Linked DNA regions of Mus musculus: all the other regions are linked to region 3. A link is a contact called in public HiChIP or PLAC-seq and promoter capture Hi-C data. All regions are on one chromosome and are shown on one strand. The core of a region is the stretch at or near the end of the contact, and the rest is flanking DNA. Distances in the headings are between cores, read along the strand shown. Region 1 holds the start of Syce2 (synaptonemal complex central element protein 2). Region 2 holds the start of Nfix (nuclear factor I/X). Region 3 holds the start of Ddx39a (DEAD box helicase 39a). Region 4 holds the start of Tnpo2 (transportin 2 (importin 3, karyopherin beta 2b)). Region 5 holds the start of Junb (jun B proto-oncogene).

Region 1 (2,700 bases), core at 103-2,602, 1.2 Mb after region 3:
CGGCAACTCTTTCCCTAGAGTTCCAGAATGATGGCTTCCAGATAATCAACCAGTGTACAAAGGCTAGCAGATCTGGCTTCCTCTCCTGGTGTTTGCAGGCTAGGATTGCTCACCCCCAGATTCTTCCTACCAAGACTAGCTGTGCTGTATTTAATAAATAGCTGAGGGTCCAGGTTGCAGCCATAGCATTAGAGAAGCCACCGGATCCCAGTTTCACTGTGTGTCTGTCCTTTCTTCATTCCCTCACATAGCATTTCAGGCCCCAAGCTGCTAGGGATGTAGCAGCAAAAACAGAAAGGGTTGAAAAGATGGCTCAGAGGTTAAGTACTGGTTTGTCCTGCAGAGGACCAAGTCTAATTTTAAGCACCCATATGGTGGCTCACAATTGTAATTCCAGCCTCAGGGGACCTGAACCTCTTTTCTGGCCACTATGGGCACTATGCACACACGTAGTATAGAAATAAATATATGCAGTCAAAACACCCACACCCGTAAAAATGTGTATTAAAAAACCACTTAAACACAAGAGATCCCTCTAGATGGCTCAGTGGGTACAGGTGCTTGCCTAGTCTGATGACCTGAGTTGCATCTCCATGACCCACACGGTGGAAGGAGATTGTGGACTCGTTCAGGCTGTCCTCTGACTTCCACACTCCCGGAGTGGATGGCACATAGGCATGCACAAAATAGGTCAAACGTAAAACAAAAATAAAATTCAGCTCATCGATGAAGAGCATCAGGGAACAGGAATTAGGTTTTCAAAATCCATGCCAGGAGGCTTATAACTAGGGGATCTGATGCCCTCTTCTGGCCTTAGTTGGAAGGTGCCCAAAAGTAGTTTAAATCATATATAACATGTAAATAAAATAAAATGAAGGTTGTTCCTAGGTGGTGCCTGCCTTCAATTCCAAGGCAGAGAGGCAAGCTGATCTCAGAGTTCTAGGTCAGCCTGGTTTACAGAGTCCTAGGCTGGGACATAGTGGAACCCTGTTCCAAAAGAATTTGATCTGGGCACTAGTGGCGCATACTTTTGATCCCAGCACTCTAGCCGCAGAGGCAGGAGAGTGTGAGTTTGAGGCCAGTCTGATGTACAGAGCTAGTTCTAGGACAGTCAGGGAAACACTGAGAAACCCTGTCTTAAAAAGACACTGCCGCCACACAAACTGTAGATCGAAGGGGCGGAACTCTGACGCAGTGTGAATTCCTCAAACTCTTGAGGGCCACAGGTGACCCCGAGTCCCGCACCTACGCATTATGAGCTCAGACGCCCACCGGTCCATACAACACAAATCCGTCTGTTACCACATAGCACCAGCATAGCCCAAAAGGCAGAGCCAGTTCGGAGGGCCTTCGAGTTCGCCGCCCCCGGGGGGGGGGGGGCGGGGGCGGGGCCAGGGCGCGTTTCATTCAGCACGTGCTCGGGGCGGGGCGTGCAGGGGGCGTGGCGTGCGCAGAGGGCGCTGAGGCGGGAAAAGACGGAATGGAGCGCCACGGAGTGAGTGCGGTGCGGTTTCCCGTGTGCGGGCGGCGGGAGGCGGGCGACGGGGCTTAGGGCCGCGGGGAACAGAGACTTCCTCCACACATTCGAACCCGGGCCCTGTTCCCCGCGGTTGGAGCCGCCTCTTGCCGGGAGAGGCGAGGTTTCCTGACTAACGAGACGGTGGGGCCTGGTGGACGAGGCTGTGAGGGGGTGCGGTGCGCTTCAGGAGCTGGTCGAAGACAGCACACGGTGTAGACCAGGCCGGGCCTCGAACCCTCAGCGGTTGCCTGCCTCCGCCTCCCGAGGCTGAGGAGGGGTTCGAGGCGTGTGCCACACTCGGCCTCCTTTTAACTACTCTCCGCGGGAAGGTGTTAGCGCGCCCCCCATTGCGGCCCCGAGGGTCCTGACCCCGGGGCCTCCCTGCTAGCGCGTCCCTTTTGAGCTTCCCCACCCCGCCTCTCAGAGCTGGCTGCGCTCGCAGGTGGCCGCGCCTCCCGTGGAGTTAAAGGACCAGGAGCCGCCGGCGATTGTGGAGAGCGGAGAGCATCGGCAGAGTGAGAACCACGAGGAGACGCCCGGCTCAGTGGCCCCGAGGTGAGGAGTGACAGGCCCAGCTGCCCTTCCGGGGCCCCGCCTTGGTCACGTAGGTCATTCCACGTGGTCTGCCCTGGGCCTTGGTCCACGGGTGATTTAACACCTTCCAGGTTGGTGTTTTATGAAGCCGCAGAGGACAAGTGGAGCACCGTGGCGGGCCCGGCCTAGGTGTCCTCGTGAGGACAGCCATGAGACAGACCTCATATAGAGGAAGTTTACTGGCGAGAAGGGAGAGGTGGAGGAAAATAGAGAGCGAGAGCGAAAGAGGGAGGAAATGGAAAGATGGAGAGAGAGGGAAGATGGAGAGAGAGGAGGGGAGGGGAGACAGACACCAGAGCCAAATAGTCCTTACCTGTGAGCCAGGGTCTTACCTGGCTGTTGCTAGGTAACTCTTGGGCGGAGCCTACAGGAAATGCTAACAACAGGTGCCCACATTGGTTCTGGGTACTGGCAGTCTCCTTTTGATATCCACAAGGTTTAATTTCAGGATGCATAGAATCCTCATGTTTAGACTCATTTTCTCTTGGTTTTTGTTTTTCTTTCTTTTTCTTTTTTCTTTTTTTTTTTTTTTGGAGACAGGGTTTCTCTGTGTAACTCTGGCTGTCCTGGAACACACTATGTAGACC
Region 2 (2,700 bases), core at 65-2,564, 1.1 Mb after region 3:
GGCCTGGTCCTGCAGATAGAGCTGTGAGGGCCCCTCTAGATCTGGGTTGGTCTGGCTGGTGCCCTCTCAGAGCTTGGAGTCACGGCTAAAAAGAGTGGGGTGGCAGATCAGGCACGCTCCAGGCCTGAGCCTCCGCTACACCATAGCGCAGGGAACTTCGCTGGAGGCGGGACGCGTTCTCGCGCTCGCGCTCCCGAAGCACGCCAAGGTCGGCGCTGCTGTGCCCGAGGCTGACCCGACGGCTGATCCCAACAGGGTCGACCTGCGGTGGCCGCCGCCGCTCCCGCCCTTCCCGCCTGCGGGTAGCGGACCGGGATTCCCCGGGGCACTTCCAGGTTCACGCAGCGGCGGTCCTGGTCTTCGAGACCGGAAAGTTTGCACGGAGGAAAGTTTGGGGCCGGGGAGCCGCGTCTGCAAACGTCCAGGATCCGCAGAGAGGCGCGGCCCGGGCTGGCAGCACGCCCGTCCCTCCCTCCCCTCCCCTGCCCCTCCGAAATTTGGGAGCCCCGCCATTTTCTCAGCCCCGCTCCCATGCGAGGCCTGAACAAAGACTTTGGGGAGACGCCCGGGCCGCTCGGGCCGCCCGGGGCACCCCAGCCGCACGCAGAGCCGCTGCCCACACGCCCGCCACTGCCACCCCGGGGCGGCCGCGCCGCGCCGCGCGCACGGAACGCCGCCCGCCCGTGCTCCCCCGCGCCCCGGGGCCACTCTGCCTCCTGCCGCCGTGTCACCCTGCCCGCCCGCGCCTGCCACCACGCCGCGTCGCCGCGCAGCAGCAGGGGTCCGCTGTCCGCCGCACCCCGCCGCGCGCGTTCGCCCCTCGCCCCCTCTCCACGCACTCCTGCCGCGCGCCCCGGGGCAGCGCCCCCGCGCCCCGCCCGCTGCCCGCGCGCCTGCGGGACCCCGGCCCGGCCCTCCCGGGGCGCGGGGGCGGCGGCCGGTACCTGGGTGAGGCAGTACGGGGAGTACATCGCTGGGCGCCCGGGCGCGAGCGCGGAGGCCGGCCGCGGCGAGGGCAGGCCCGGCAGGCGGCGTCGCGCTGGCTGGCGCTCGGGCTCCGGCTCCGCTGCTCCGGCCTCTGCCGCGCGGCGCCCGCCCGGCCCGCGGCCCCGCTCGGCCCGCCGCCGCTCCGCGCTCACAGGCTCGGCCCCGCGGGCTCCGGGCCGCCGCCGCGCTCGCCGCTGCCTCTCGCGTCCGCCGCCGCCGCCGCCGCCGCCGCGCGTCTACTCCATGCCGCCGCCGCTCGGCCGCTCGCCCTCGCCCGCCACCGCCGCCGCCGCCGCCGCCGCCGCGCTGTGAAAGTGAAAGTTTAGACAAAGTTTGGAAGCGGCGCACTCCGGGGAGAGGGAGCGGGCGGGCGGCGCGGGCGGGAGGAGGGGCGCGGGGAGGGGCGGGCGGGGCGGGTGAGCGCGGCCGGCGCGCACACACATGCACACACGCACACACGCACACACACATACACGCGGGGACGCACACCGACGCGGCCGCCCCGACACGTGCTGGCCGGCGTTCGGGCGCCGACACACGCTGACACGCAGCAGGGCTTGGACGGGCACAAATGTCACGAAGGAACGCAGGGCCTATTCCTCATGGAGTCGCAGCAGACGGCGGTGCACACCGGGCACAGACACGAGCAAGAGCCACACACCACCTACTGTCACATGTCGTCCCAATGCAGACAGATGCGGAGAGCCACACTAACATACATGCACGTGCCACACATGTTCCTGCAGAATATTGACACACACGATCACACAACCATATATACCTTGTCACACTCTGGATACACAATGACACACCAACACACAGCCACGCCAAAATATCTTGGAAGACAGCTATGGCAACCCAGACATGGTGACACTGACACATGGGAGCCCCCATACAAAGGACACAAAGTATCACTGTACATACACACACACACACACACACACACACACACACGTTATACATTGAGTTGGCCAGATATACCCCAGACCTAGGGCACACTGATCTACAATCCTGATAGCAAAACAGCTGGCAGGTTCTGTAAAAACTCTCTCAAGTATAACACGCATGCATGCGCGCGCACACACACACACACACCACCCTTACCCTTCATATGTCTCCCATAGCTTTGCACATGTCCTGGGACTTAGGAACATTATTTGTATTGTGGTGATGCTCCAGCCCATTGCAGGCCCAGGATTCCCCATTTCCACTGCAGATGGGAATGAGGTGGGGTGGGTTGGCATATGGCATCTGTCTGCAATCCCTGCACTCAGAAGCTCCAAGAGAAAAATTATAACTGAGCTGTAGACCAGCCTGAGCTACATAGTTTGAGGCTGGCTTGACCTGTGTACTGAGACCCTGTTTCAAAACACACACACACACACACACACACACACACACTCTCTCTCTCTCTCTCTCTCTCACTCTCTCTCTCTCTCTCTCTCTCTCTCTCTCTCTCTCTCTCTCTCTCTCTCTCTCTCTCTCGCAACAGAGAGAGAAAGGAAAAGTCTTCACAGAGAGGGAGGGAAGAAAGAAGCTGGGAAGGGGGTACTGGAAACTCTGAAGTAGGACATAGAGAACTGTTGGGTGACTCTAGGTTGATGGGAAGACTGTGCCCCAGTCCCCAGGCAGATCCCACCAAGGTAGAGCTCCCTCCTATTGCTAGGTGCAGCCAGCACCTTGTCAGTCCCCACCCCCACCCCCCAGCCAAGA
Region 3 (2,700 bases), core at 101-2,600:
ATCCTGGACTTTACTGTATAGACAAGGCTGGCCTTGGACTCAAAGAATTCTGCCTGCCTCTAACTATCCTATGTAGACCAGGCTAGTTGAAAGCAGAGTTCTCTGCTTCTAGAGAACTGGGACTAAAGTTCTGTGCCACTCTGACTGGTTTTTGTTTGTTTGTTTGTTTGTTTGTTTGTTTTGTTTTGTTTTGTTTTGAGAGAGAGAGAGAGAGAGAGAGAGAGAGAGAGAGAGAGAGAGAGAGAAAGAATTATGTTTGTGGAAAGAAAGGATGAGTGTAGACAGCATTAACATCTAGAGTTTATTTATCTGGCAGGTAGCCTCTCAGTACCATGATCTAGACAATGTAGATTGTGTTTCAGGCTGGGGATTTTATAGCTAAGGATGGGGAAGGGAGAAGAAGGTTTCATAGGGGCAGAATGGGGGTTAGCTGTTTTCCTTAGACAAGGTCTTTTTCTATCACCAGATATCTGGGGTCAGGCAGCTGCTTTTCTTCTGCAATCCCCAAAGAGCTGGCTTTCTGGAACTATGAGCTCAGTTTACGGCCTGGGATTTTTGTTTTGGTGGTGGTACAATGTAGGGGTAAGAAAAACAAGGGCTGGAGAGATGGCTCAGCGGTTAAGAACGCTGACTGTTCTTTCACAGGTCCTGAGTTCAAATCCCAGCAACCACATCATGACTCAACCATCTGTAATGAGATCTGACGCCCTCTTCTGGTGCTGTCTGAACAGCTACAGTGTACTAAGATGTAATAATAAATAAATCTTGCCAGGCCTGGTGGTGTACGCCTTTAATCCCAGCACTTGGGAGGCAGAGGCAGACGGATTTCTGAGTTCGAGGCCAGCCTGGTCTACAGAGTGAGTTCCAGGACAGCTAGGGCTTCACAGAGAAACCCTGTCTCGAAAACCAAAAATAAATAAATCTTTTTAAAAAGGGGGGCTGGGCGTGGTGGTGGACGCTTTTAATCACAGCACTCACACCTTCAATCACATGGAGGAAGAGGCAGGCAGATCTCTTGAGGACAGCCTGGTCACAGATGGAGTTGTTCCATGACAGCAGGGCTACCCAGAGAAACCCTGTCTCGAAATGATACAACCAAACAAAAGAGTCAGGGCTTCTAAGCTAGGCAGGCAAGGACACTTTAAAAAGCTGGGGCACATACACGCGCAATTAACGTGCGGATGCCAGCTAAAAGTGGCAGTATCCACTGTGGCCCTTAACTCATCTCACGTGACTGGGCGGGAACCGCCGCTTAGCCCACTCCCCCTTTGGACACGCCTACTTTACGACTGCCCAATGAACCTGAGTCTAGGTACGCCCAATAGCCGGTCGACAGCGTCCTTATAAACCAACCATCATCCTTTCCTCTGTTGAGTGATAAGCCAGCTATCCAGTGAGCGAGACTCGAGTTGGGCTCCAGGCAGGAAGCACTGTAGCGCGCGTCCAGGGTCGCGGCGTAGAACCGGACGGGTGGCTCTCTTTGCAGCTCGCGGAGGCGAACCGGGCGGCAGGTAAGTGGCGGGTCCCGAGGCCGGGGCCGCGGTGCGGGGCTGTGGGTTCGCCGAAAGGGAAGCTGCGGGGCGCGGTGCAGCGGGAGGAGTGGGCGCACAGCAGCGGGACGGTTAGGCACCTCGAGCCGGCGGCCGTTGGGCTCCATTGAGCATGCGCCAGGGGCGGGCCAGCCGTTAGTAGGTCGGCTTCCGGGGACGGTGATGGGAATGGCGGCTCTCGGAGGCCCCATGTGTACCGTGGTGGGATTGAGGGACCGGGCGGATCCACACTGCGTTTTCGGTCACGGCGAGAGGACTCAGGCTATCTGGGCAGACGTCCCGAGTCTGCAGTCACCGGCTTCCCGTCTTGTTCCGCCGCTCGCCCAGGAGATTCTTCTCCAGACTCTGATGCGGAAGGCCAGTGTCGCGCCTCTTAGGAACGTGGCCATTCACTCGGCGTCGCTTTCCCGGTGTGAGGCCGGTTCAGCCCGTTGCCTCTGGTCTGCCTGGACCTATAGTTGAAACTTTAGGTCTGTGACAGTCTGGGTTCACTTGTTTCATTTTCCTGGTTGAAGCAAGGCCTGACGTATTGGGGGTGGGGGGCCATACGCTCCGAGTTGCGCCTCAACTAGTTCCCGGAACCTTTTGTGTGCCTAGATTCTTGAGACAGGATCTCTTTACATAATCCTGGTCGTCCTTGAACTCTCTCTCTGAAGACCAGGTCGGGCTCGAACTCACTGAGGTCCACTTGGCTCAGTCCCCGGAGGTCTGGTATTAAAGGCGTGTCCCACTAAGCCCGGCTTCACATTTATCCTTTCACCAGCACAATAAATGTTTTTAAAGCAGTACTGCCTAAAGACAGAGTACACATATGAGAGGCCAGAAGATAGGTTCTCCTGAAATCGAGGTTGTTCTTGAAGTTTTTTATTTAGGTGTAAATATTTGAATGACTACCTGTGTGCAGGTGCTCTAGGAGGCCGGAAGTACTGACCCTGGAGTTAGAAGGATGTAAACTGAGAAACCTAACTCAGGTCGTGTGAAAGCATCATTAATTCTTAAGCCACATTGGCCACCTTGCCTAGCCAGTCTTAGAACTTAAAAGTTTTTTGGTTGTTGTTGAAACAAGATCTCACTGTGTAGCCCAGGCTAGCCTGGAACTAGAGATCTGTCTGTCCCTGTCTCAGGCATTTTTTAGAATTCATTTTTAATA
Region 4 (2,788 bases), core at 46-2,545, 1.3 Mb after region 3:
ATTTTAGAAGTTATTGCCAGGGGCTGAATAAGATGACTCAGCGATTAAGTGCACTTGTTGCTTTGCTACAGGACCCTGGTTTTGAGTGCCAGCAATCGTATATGGCAGCTCACAACTGTCTTGTAGCTCTAGTTCCAGGAGATTCAACACCTGACTGTCTCGTCAGAAACGTGATGCAGACATAAATGCAGGCAAAACAAACATAAATCCGGTGGCGCATGCCTTGAATCCCAGCACTTGGGAGGCAGAGGCTGGCGGATTCTCAGTTCGAGGACAGCCTGGACTACAGATTGAGTTCCAGGACAGCCAGAGCTACACAGAGAAACCCTGTCACGAAAAACAGAACAAAAAATGGCCACGTGTTATTTTTCAGTCCCATGTAAAAAGTGTTTAAACAGCATTGAACAATAACAGGACAGTTGCTCTAGTAAAATCCAGCACCGCCAGCTGCCTGCCCTGCTCTTTACGTCGGTGTAGTGCTGTTTAGGGGAGCGAAAGAGAAAGTTACATTTTAACCCCCTCCCCCAGTTTCTCTGTGTAGCCTTGGCTGTCCTGGAACCAGTTCCATAGATCAGGGAGTGCTGGGGTTAAAGGGGTGCGCCGCCACTGCCCGGCTTCATTTTAACTTATTTTTGATCAAAGGGTTTTGTGATGTAGCTTTCCTGGCACCAGAGGGGTCTACTGTTGCCTTATTCCCTATCCCTGCCCTCCCTCCCTCCCAATCCAGTTCTGAGGCACGCCGGACTGCGGAACAGTTTAAATTTTAGGGAGTTGTAGTAAGGACACGGTTAGCTGTAGTTGAAGGATTCCTAGGTCCATTACACACCGAAAACACCCATGCACTACTAAATTTCTAGCTCCAGCAAAATCTGCAACTCAGTGGGGCTGGGGCCAGTTAAGAGTACTGTGGGCTCTCGTAGAGGACCCAGGTTTGATTTCAGCATCCACATGGCTCACCACCACCAGCTTCACAGGCATCCAATGCAATCTTCTGATCCCCACGGCACTGCGCGCACATGGTTCAGACAAAAATACCAATATACGTTAAAGAAGAAAGAAGAAAGCTGCAGTAAGGAAAAGGAAACGAGACGCTGGGAGGACCTAATGGCAAGAGAGGCCTAGAGGCGGTACTTATTCTCTCACGTGACTCAACTTGGCCAGGGCCACTCTGTGCCAGATCACGTGTGAGTGCTTCGCTCTCCGATTGGCTTTGGTAGGCCAGTTTGAACGGCGTACGGAAGCCGAAATTGTTCATTTCGGCCGCGTTTAATTTTTTTTTTTTTTTTTTTTTTTTAATTCCCTGCCTCTGGCTCCCTCCTTCCGCGCGAGCCTCTGGAGAAGCTGCAGCACTTAGGCGCCGCCGCTGCCTCCCGGGGCCTGGTAGGTGGGCCTCGCTCGGCCGGGGCCCCTTGGCTTCAGCTCGCCTCGAACCTCCCTGGGTTCTGGGCCTGCGCCGCGCGCCGCCCAGGCGTCGGGGTCGCGCCCGGCTGAGAGGCGGGGTACCGGGTTGGGCCAGCTCTCGAGGCCGGCAGAACGGGCCGGGCGGGGGAGGGGGAGCTGATCTGATCTCAAGGGGTGGGGCCTCGGCGCCCGGGCAGGTTCGGGTGCCACGAGATGCGGGCCAGTGGGGCGGCTGGGGTCGGGCTGGAGGGGCGCTGATTGGGGGAATCGTCGGGGGACGTCGCGTGGATCGGGTGTGTGTGGGGATCTGTTTCGGCGGGGCTTGGTTGGGTCTGATTCGGGGGAGACAGCCTTGAAAGTTGAGAGGGGAAGGTTGTTTAGTCCTAATAGGGAGGGGCGTCAGACTTGAGACCAGAGGGCTTTGCTGAGTCTGGCTGCGAGGCGGTGGTGGGATCCGTTGAGGGTAGCGCACCGGGCGGGTGTTTGTGCGGGACTCTGTAAGGGAAGCTGCAGGGATTGGACGGATGGGGTCTCCGACGTGAAGTGATCGGGGGTGAGGGGGTGGGAGGGGGCTTAGGGGAATTTGATTGGGGGAGCTGCCAGAGGTCCGTCAGCATTAATTCCTGCTGACTGGGGCGGAGGGTAAGAGCTAGAGAAGCTTGGCCAGATCTGATTGGGGGCAGGCAGCGGGCATTGGGGGCTTTGGTCGTGGGTTGGGTGATTCTGACTGGCTCTCATTCAAAGAGACATTGGAAACCTATCGGGTATTGCTTGTATTCTGGTTAAGGAGGGTCACAGGGCCGCGTCTAGGTCAGAAAGGGGGCCATGTGGCGTCTACTGAGCTTGTAGAGCCGGTTTAGAAGAGGGAGCAGGGATGAGCAAGATCTGGGCGCTTAGGGACCTAGAGGAGCTCAGAAATCTAGGAGGCGGCTGGCATCTAGTGGAGCTGGAAGGCTGGATTTTGGGGAAGGGAATCCTCGTGGACTGAGCCTTCACCTGAAAGACCGCTGGGGCGGGGCCCCTCGCCCTGGAGGGAGGCGGAAGCCGTGAGGCCCGTAACCGGGGGCGGCGGTGGCGTGGATCGCTTTGGAAAGAGGGTTCCTCGTTAGGCTCGATGTGGATCCGTCGCGCCCCCGCCGCTGGTCCTGATGGCCCGCTTTTATATTCCCCCCACTCGCACTCCCGAGCCCGCGACTGCGTGGCCGAGGATGGCTTAGCTGGCGGGGACCCCGCACTTGGACAGGCGCGGATTGGAGGCCTCCGCTTCTCGGCGGAGAGCGCTTGCGTCTGCATGCAGCCGCCTCTGCCTCGGGGACTCAACTTGGGTCTCACACAGAACTCCAGCGACCCAGCGCTGATCCAGGCTCCTACCCCTGCAGTTCGCCTT
Region 5 (2,700 bases), core at 159-2,658, 1.3 Mb after region 3:
GGGCAGGCGCCCAGCCTTCAAGGCTGGGGGTGTCCGTATGGGGCAAGGGAGGCTCTCAGAAGGCGTGTCCCTTGACCCCTAGCAGCAACTGGCAGCCGTTGCTGACATGGGTCATGACCTTCTGCTTGAGCTGCGCCACTTGCTCCCGTAGGAGACCGGCAGCACTCGACAGCCCCGCGTTCTCAGCCTTGAGTGTCTTCACCTTGTCCTCCAGGCGCGCGATGCGCTCCAGCTTCCGCTTCCGGCACTTGGTGGCCGCCAGCCTGTTCCGCAGCCGCTTTCGCTCCACTTTGATGCGCTCCTGGTCTTCCATGTTGATGGGGGACACAGGCGGCGTGGCGTCGCGGCTGCGTGCCTCCGGTACGGTCTGCGGTTCCTCTTTAAAGGCGGAAGCGCCGCGACTCAAGCCCAGCTGTGCCGGGTGGCCGCCCGCAAAGGGTGGTGCATGTGGGAGGTAGCTGATGGTGGCCGTCGGGTATGAGCTCCCAGTCCCGACGGCGGTCCCGGAGCCTCCAGAGGGTGCAGAGGCTGGGGAGTAACTGCTGAGGTTGGTGTAGACGGGAGGCGGCTCCGGACCAGCATAGACGCCCCCTGGGCCGGCCTGGGGACCCCCGCTGGCGCCCAGGGACACGTTGGGGGGCGTCACGTGGTTCATCTTGTGCAGGTCGTCCAGGGCTTTGACAAAACCGTCCGCAAAGCCCTCCTGCTCCTCGGTGACGCCGCCCCCTGTACCTCCACCGCTGCCACCCCCACGGGGGTAAAAGTACTGTCCCGGAGGCGTGGGCGTCGTCGTGATCACGCCGTTGCTGTTGGGGACGATCAAGCGCTCCAGTTCCGTGGAGGCTAGCTTCAGAGATGCGCCTGTGTCTGATCCCTGACCCGAAAAGTAGCTGCCTGCCCCACTGCCCTCCGGGCCTGGACCCCGCGCCCCAGGACCCTTGAGACCCCGATAGGGATCCGCCAGGTTGAGCGCCAAGGTGGGTTTCAGGAGTTTGTAGTCGTGTAGAGACAGGCTGCCAGGGCTCCGACCGTATCCCGCCGCTGCGTAAGAGTCGTCGTGATAGAAAGGCTGTTCCATTTTCGTGCACATCCGGGCGGCCTGGGCGATCTGGGAAAGGTCCCCCTGAAGGGCCGCCCCGGGCCTCGCTGCGGCGAGCGGCGAGCTGTCCTCGGCTGTGGCAGGACCCGGTGTCCGGTCGCGCGTCCTCGGGAGCTGGAGACGGTCAGCAGCGGCCAGTTGGCAGCTGTGCGTAAAGGCGCTGCTGGGCTTCCGGAGATTTTCTCTCCCTCCGTGGTGCGCCTGCTTTCTCGGCGTCGCTTCCCTCAGTTCCCCGCTCCCAGCAGGATCCTACGCTGGCCTGGCCACCCTCAAAGTCCCCAGTGCTCGGCCCCAGCCCCAAGCTTTTATACTGAATTTGTCAGCTGCGGAAGTGCACTCCGATTGGCCGACGCGGGAGCCAGGCCCCCGCGGCCCCCTCCTAGAGCGTGGGGAAGGGGAGGAGGCGGCTCGCGTCACTGTCAGGAAGCGCGTGTCCTTGTAAACAGCGGCCACGAGCCGGGTGGCTCTGCGCGGCTGCAGGGGGAGGGGCTGTGGAGACAGAGACACACAAGCAAAGGGATGTTGAGGGGCCGAGGCACATAGGGGCTAGAACTGCGGGAGTACAGCCAGGTGCTTATGAGATACACTGCAAGTGGAGATTGGATACCTTAGGATATCCCCGGAAAAGTCTCGTGGGACCCAGGGTAGCTGTGGCTTGTGAACTGACAATACAGTAGAAGACCCCAGAAAACAGAGAAGATACAAAACAGGGGCAATTGTTAACATTTGGCCTAGGAATTAACCAGAGGTCCCGGGTACAAAGTGCTTAAAGAACTGGAATTGTCAGTTGGGAGGAAAGGGCCAAGACACAACAGGGCTCAGGTACCTATTGTACAAGAAATGAGTAGGGGCTCTAGAGTCCATAGATGAGTCTGAGGGTTTCCCCATAAGTGGAAAAGGGAAGGAATTTTGGGGAGGTCAATTTAGATATTCAGAACAAAGGTCCTGGGGACGCTGAGGTAATCGGAGTAGAAAGATGGGAACATATCTAGCAAAGGTTGGGGTCATTGTGGATATTTGCAGAACTCTGGCAGAGAATTAAAATGGTCACGACATAGCTTCCTTCCGAGCTATGAAGGCAATGACAGGAGGGTATCTGAGATCTTCCTGAGAAGATGACTCGGAGGATCCCAGAGACCAGGACTTGTACGAATGAGGCTGTACCTCGTAGGTGGTCCCTAGGGCACTGACATGCCCAGTACCTCAGCCCAAAGCCCTCCCTTAGTCACCCGGGGCTCGCCCGATATCCTGTCAGCTTTTGGAGGGCCGATGGGGCGGGATAGCTGGGGTGCGGTCGCCCAACCCCACTCCCTTCCTTAGAAACAGGCTAGGGAAAGAGAGCCGAGGCAGGAAGTGTGGCAACAGCCCCGAGGGGGAAAGAGCCCGGCCCTGTCTCGTCATTGTGAGCCTAGGGGATGGTGCACCCTACCCTGGGCCTGCCAAATTCTGCGCCTGGGAAGAGGAACCTCGGCAAGCGACCCTTGGGGAAGTCACAACCCAGCTACAGACGCTTCTAGTCATAGTCTGATCTCCCCCATCTAGAAATGGTTCAGCCTGCAACCATCGGCGACTAATAAGCCTGGCAGCCGAGGACTGTTCCA

What was found. Promoter capture Hi-C pulls out the DNA fragments that hold promoters and counts their contacts. HiChIP or PLAC-seq counts read pairs in DNA pulled down with a chosen protein or histone mark. Capture Hi-C pulls out chosen DNA fragments and counts their contacts.
Region 1: a contact with region 3 is called in an H3K27ac HiChIP or PLAC-seq map of embryonic stem cells, with 2.5 times the contacts expected there. The contact joins the promoter of Syce2 here to the promoter of Ddx39a in region 3. A contact is called at or near these places in 2 of 39 promoter capture datasets (hippocampal neurons and pre-B cells), 1 of 115 datasets of contacts at active chromatin or transcription factors (embryonic stem cells) and 1 of 9 other capture datasets (adipose tissue).
Region 2: a promoter capture Hi-C map of embryonic stem cells shows a contact between it and region 3. The contact joins the promoter of Nfix here to the promoter of Ddx39a in region 3. A contact is called at or near these places in 1 of 39 promoter capture datasets (embryonic stem cells) and 1 of 115 datasets of contacts at active chromatin or transcription factors (pancreatic cancer cells).
Region 4: a promoter capture Hi-C map of liver shows a contact between it and region 3, with 3 times the contacts expected there. The contact joins the promoter of Tnpo2 here to the promoter of Ddx39a in region 3. A contact is called at or near these places in 3 of 39 promoter capture datasets (cranial neural crest, liver and pre-B cells), 3 of 115 datasets of contacts at active chromatin or transcription factors (embryonic stem cells, fetal liver and pancreatic cancer cells) and 1 of 9 other capture datasets (liver).
Region 5: an H3K27ac HiChIP or PLAC-seq map of microglia shows a contact between it and region 3, with 8 times the contacts expected there. The contact joins the promoter of Junb here to the promoter of Ddx39a in region 3. A contact is called at or near these places in 1 of 39 promoter capture datasets (pre-B cells), 2 of 484 Hi-C or Micro-C datasets (B cells and the C2C12 cell line), 5 of 115 datasets of contacts at active chromatin or transcription factors (astrocytes, bone marrow-derived macrophages, memory CD8 T cells and 2 more) and 2 of 9 other capture datasets (adipose tissue and liver).

What each region holds. Positions count from the first base shown.
Region 1 is chr8:84,870,759-84,873,458 of GRCm38.p6, forward strand. Syce2 (synaptonemal complex central element protein 2) reads left to right here and starts at 1,353. Exons shown (of 5, transcript NM_027954.3): 1 at 1,353-1,495; 2 at 1,962-2,074. The coding sequence starts at 1,481.
Region 2 is chr8:84,799,054-84,801,753 of GRCm38.p6, forward strand. It overlaps Nfix (nuclear factor I/X), which reads right to left and starts at 1,315. Exons shown (of 11, transcript NM_001371053.1): 1 at 945-1,315. The coding sequence starts at 971.
Region 3 is chr8:83,713,827-83,716,526 of GRCm38.p6, forward strand. It overlaps Ddx39a (DEAD box helicase 39a), which reads left to right and starts at 1,351. Exons shown (of 11, transcript NM_197982.3): 1 at 1,351-1,511.
Region 4 is chr8:85,035,598-85,038,385 of GRCm38.p6, forward strand. Tnpo2 (transportin 2 (importin 3, karyopherin beta 2b)) reads left to right here and starts at 1,296. Exons shown (of 25, transcript NM_001364032.1): 1 at 1,296-1,380; 2 at 2,738-2,788.
Region 5 is chr8:84,977,340-84,980,039 of GRCm38.p6, forward strand. Junb (jun B proto-oncogene) reads right to left here and starts at 1,409. Exons shown (of 1, transcript NM_008416.3): 1 at 1-1,409. The coding sequence starts at 1,090. The coding sequence ends at 56.